Linked DNA regions of Danio rerio: region 2 is linked to region 1. A link is a contact called in public Hi-C data. All regions are on one chromosome and are shown on one strand. The core of a region is the stretch at or near the end of the contact, and the rest is flanking DNA. Distances in the headings are between cores, read along the strand shown. Region 1 holds the start of ythdf2 (YTH N6-methyladenosine RNA binding protein F2). Region 2 holds the start of tmem30b (transmembrane protein 30B).

Region 1 (2,573 bases), core at 20-2,519:
GCGACATCTAGCGGCTCACAGGTGACAGTGCATATTTTAATCGTGACTTTTTTTTAGTTCATAAAGCGCACAAACACAAAGTAAACTCATTATAATAACATAACAATCGGGTTTTATTAACGTCTTTAGTGCAACAACCAAAATTGCAGAGTGAGAGCTGATAAAAAAGACAAAAGTGTGGATATTTTACTGCACTGTGTAGTAAATTGAGAATTAATTTTGATATAAAAAAGTGAATTAGACGATTTATTTGAAAAACACTGTGTCATTTACTTTTATTTTATTTAACCCTATTCGTGTATTTAATTAAATTATCCTTATTTTGTATTTGTAATATATCAGTAGGGGCAGTAGGTTGTGCTGTCGCCTCACAGCAAGAAGGTCGCTGGTTCAAGCCTCGGCTGTGTCAATTGGCGTTTCTGTGTGGAGTTTGCATGTTCTCCCCGCGTTCGTGTGGGGTTCTTCCGGGTGCTCCGGTATCCCCCACAGTCCAAAGACGTGGTAAGCTAAATTGTCCGTAGTGTATGTGTGTGAATGAGAGTGTATGGGTGTTTCCCAGTGTTGGGTTGCAGCTGGAAGGGCATCCAATGCGTTAAACATATGCTGGAAAAGTTGGCGGTACATTCTGCTGTGGCGACCCCTGATTAATAAAGGGACTAAGCTGAAAAAAAATTCATGAATGAATTTATCAATATCAAAATCTGAATTTGATATAAAACCAAATGGATTTATCAATCTGCTAATTTGAATAATGATAAAATGATTACAAATGCGAAAATAATGATAGCCGTATAATCATGACATAATACAATGTAAATTAAATAATTGCACATGAAATAAATTTCGAATTTAGAACGCATAAATAAAAACAGATTATTCAAAAAAGCTAATAAATACAACATATAGGTATTCAAACAAACAATAAAGAAATTAAATTGTGATTAAATCACTGAATACAGTGATGATTACTTGAAAATGTAACTTAAAATAAATTAAATATTCGTATACTAAATACATATACTTTGAACATTTTGATAATTTTATGAGTCGGATTTTTTCTCAGTTTAAATCCCTTGCCTTAGCTACATTTACCCCTTTAGGATCGCCACGGATTATCATTTTGGTGGGACTTGAATTTGGACCCACTGTCGTTCATTCATTACCTTCACCTCCTCCCAGCCGCAGTGTGGCGCTATACCGCCGGGGATAAACGTGTGGCGGCATCTCGGCCATGTTGAAGTGTGGAGGAACTGCAGCCCGCCATTGTGTGTCTGATCTGCAGCTGTAGCGAGAGAGAGGGAGAGAGAGAGACTCGGGCGCAAAGACTCTAAAAACACACACATTTCCCGTTGACTTTAACCCGCAAACAAACGCGCAGTCTAACACACAGGCACCGGGGAGTGAGAAATGTCAGCCAGCAGCCTTCTGGAGCAGGTAAACAGAGGCACTTTGTGAACATTGAGCAGAAGTGGCGTCGAGGCGGGTTTTTTTTCTCTCTCGCAGCGCGAGTTCAGGCCTGAGCTTCATATAAACCTTCATTTATTCTCCCTCTTTCCTCTCCAAACTCACTCCTTCATGAATCACCTGGACCCAATCCAGAGACCGAAAGGCCAAGCAAACAAAGGTAGGTGAAGTGTGTGTCGTTTTAGCGCTGTAGATAACGAGAGTCTCGTGCTGGTTCTCCTGCTAGCAGGCCGTGTGTTCAAACCAATTCCGCTATCAAATCAAACCGTGTAACCTGCTCAGAACAGACACCCGTGGGTTTAAAGGATAAGTATGTCTTATAGTAGATGATCTGGTTGACTTTAGTGTTATTGATCCGATAAAGAGCTGGTGTTTTGGAGCCCACGCTAGTTAGCCGCTTAGCACAGCGCTAAGGCCGAGTGCAGCAGAACGCGTGACACTCCGAAGCACCTGAACACCCACATACACTACAGCTTTCGCTCTTTTTAGACGCTTGTTTAAAGTGTAGCGGTGGAAGGGTCCCGCATACCCATAGACCACCCCCGCTACCGGTGGGCAACAGGCGGGGGGTTAACATGCCGCCGGGGGACCTGTTGAGGGGATTTTCAGCACCCCAGTCTGTGTCAAGCTTTCACAATCCAGTTGCGTGTTGAATCAGTCTATTTAACACGTGCATTTAATGTGACAGCTTTTAGTTCTTTATTTTTAGTCTATTTCTAATCCTTTTGCATACGGTGCATTCTTGACACAAATTCATTTAAAAAGCCATTTGGTGTTTAATCGATTATTACGTACTTTAAGGAAAATGATACAGAATAAAATAGTTTAATCATAGTTGTAGTGACTACATGACTGCACAGACAACCGATCCTCAGATGCAACAATGGCTGTTATAAAGAATCATCTCCGTTTAAAGTCTTTCACAATGTTAAAACTACAATTAGATTTTAATTGCTAAAATTATTTAATTATATTGTAAAGTAGATTTTAAAGAAAAAAAATAAGCAAACTGTTTCAAAATTAATTTTAATATATTTAAACATGCATGACGGGAAACATGCAGTTAAAATTAAGTACAGCTGTTAATACAGTGCCACTTTAGACAACTT
Region 2 (2,573 bases), core at 25-2,524, 670 kb before region 1:
GGATGGTCTGTGAGGTCAGAAACAAGCCAACACCGATCCCTATGAAGGCCAACCCAATGACTAGAAAACCAGGAATGACAATGCCAGCGGAGAGTATGGGCTGCCATGCCGGGAGACGTTGCTGTGTGAAGGCTGTGTTGTCAGGCCGTTGGGCCGTCTCTCCCTCATTCTTCATCCTACTGTTCTCTGAAAGGGGGAACAAGACATTGCAAGTAAATTATGTATAAGACATGGAAAAAAGATAAGAGACAAATTAAAAAAAATCTTTCACTGAATTTACTGCACTTATGTTAGGTAAGATATAAAAGTTTGTTTCAATAATAAATGTCTGATAACATTTCTTCTAAATTACAAACAAAAAGAGTCTCATTTAGAGTTTTGTTTTCTTGTTCCAAAAAAGGACAACTGGCCAGAATAACAAGTGCTTTTATTTGTTGTGACTGAAAATAAAAGTTATTTCACTAAATGTATTTCTTAAGTCTTCTGTATTTAAAACATTTTTATTGTGTAGTCTAAATAAATAAATAAATGTCTGAAACATGGCTCCATTTGTTTTATTTTTTTGGGAAAAAAGCTTAATTTTAAATTTGAAAGATATGCCAATAGTGTACTGAATGTGTAAAGTTGAAAGTTGAAGAAAAATGTACTAAAACACATTTAAAAAAAAATGTAAATCCTGAGAAACAGAGTTTTCAAGAAGTCTTAATTATTTTCATGGTAGTATATTTAAAATAATGAATCAATATAATGGACAAGAGGTCACAGTACAGTACAAAAAACTGCAGAGCCAATTGTAAATTGTAATTGTATAGCAACATCAACAGTTATATTGCTAAAACTCCACAGAACAGAATGAAGTGTTTAAACAATTTCTATTATAAGCAAACACCAATTTTGATTGGCTGATTGAGTCACAAATAATGTTACGTATAAATTGTTTTGGTTTGTTACATTTGACTAAAAAGTAATGTGTTTATTATTAATTGACCAATGTATGTCTCTTAACGGTCTTCTTCTAATAACTTATTTTGATTACAGTTAAGGTTAATTCCCTTGAGAGTAACCGACAGTAAAACAACAACCGATGACAATCGCAGGAAAACAAACAAACCCGTGCTTCAAAAACCTCAATCACTGATGATCACAGTTTTAAGAGTAGGAGTCTTAAAGCCATAGAAAACAAAACTCACCTCAAAAAAGAGTTTGGCGTTTGCAGTGCGGCTTTTCTTAGATGCCCTCTTTTATAAAATCGTAAATTACATCGAAAAACAAAAGACACACCTTCACAAAGTCCCGTACCTGTTTTACTTGTTCAACACCTGGGTCAGCTTTTCCGCCTTTCGTATGCTCCTCCTATTTCACATACGTCACACCGCTGACCCCTCCCGGATTAGACTGGTGGTTTAATTATTTTTAGATGATATATATCGTTTAGACATATATCGTTTATTTTACAGTCTATGGTTTAGACATCTAAACTTGATATTAACTGGCTAATATTAGTTTCATAAAATTCTGAATTTGCAGCTTGTAGACATGTTTTTATAAAAAATTGTTTAATATGATATAGTATTCAGCATGTTAATCTTTCAGATTATGTTAGTGTAGGCGACTTAATTATAAATTATTTTAAGACAATCTGTGTCACCCTAGCATGTTTACTGGGGTTCTCTGATGATCCCGAATTTACATTTTATGTTGTTGATTCAGAGTATACATTTTGCATACAGGTGAAACGTGCAAGCAGAATTTGTATAACCTACTAGACCTTACTTTCCGCAACATTTGATTGATGGTATTTTTAGCCAATTACAATGCTGAACGATTAAGATCCCACCCGTTTACTTTCAGCGTCTACTCTGATTGGCTGTGTGATTCCAGCAGGGACAGTCGTCTGTTTCTTTGTGTGAAACCCCCCACAGCAGCGAGGAGGTAAATATGAAAAATATTATTTTTTCATATATAAACAAAGCCTAACACGTAAAATGAGATTAACGCATACCAGTTACAAACATTTAGTATGATTTACACTAAAATTAGCAAAGAGGAGCTTGAATGTTTTAAATAACGTTAGTTGTGTAAGCATTATGAAAAGCTCGTGCCGCTAGCAATAGCATTTTAGCTAGCCACTGCATCAGAACATCAGTTGACGTTATTCCCTTATTTCATCATAGTTTCAAAATATGTTTTATTTGAACGTTTTATGAAAAACATTTTTAATAGCTTAGCTAACATTCAGAGCTGCGATTGATGTTCTGATCATAAATTTGTGGATTTTCTTCTCTGCTAACGTTAGCACAATTAAAACATCTAAACTGTTTAAGATACATTAACGTTACAGGTGTAAAGCTAAACACCGATAAAGGCAATTATGTTCATGTCGAATTTTAATGCAGGTCAAACATCTGTTTATTTGGGTATAATGCTAGAGCATTTGTGAACGTTGTGTAACGGTTTGTTCACGATCTGTTGAGCAGAGATATTGAGCCAAAATATAAACAATACGTTCAGTAATAATACATAATCATAATGAACATGTGATCATTACTCGTATAGGCTCCTTTCAAAGTAAT

The links. A called contact is a pair of places that touch in the nucleus more often than the background predicts.
Region 2: a Hi-C map of hematopoietic stem cells shows a contact between it and region 1, with 2.2 times the contacts expected there. The contact joins the promoter of tmem30b here to the promoter of ythdf2 in region 1. A contact is called at or near these places in 2 of 18 Hi-C or Micro-C datasets (caudal fin and hematopoietic stem cells) and 1 of 4 datasets of contacts at active chromatin or transcription factors (embryo).

Annotation. Positions count from the first base shown.
Region 1 is chr17:28,910,967-28,913,539 of GRCz12tu, reverse strand. It overlaps ythdf2 (YTH N6-methyladenosine RNA binding protein F2), which reads left to right and starts at 1,269. Exons shown (of 4, transcript NM_200250.1): 1 at 1,269-1,434; 2 at 1,600-1,624. The coding sequence starts at 1,408.
Region 2 is chr17:29,584,376-29,586,948 of GRCz12tu, reverse strand. tmem30b (transmembrane protein 30B) reads right to left here and starts at 1,274. Exons shown (of 8, transcript NM_001002179.1): 1 at 1,191-1,274; 2 at 1-186. The coding sequence starts at 175. kdm1a (lysine (K)-specific demethylase 1a) reads left to right here and starts at 1,907. Exons shown (of 21, transcript NM_001242995.1): 1 at 1,907-1,932.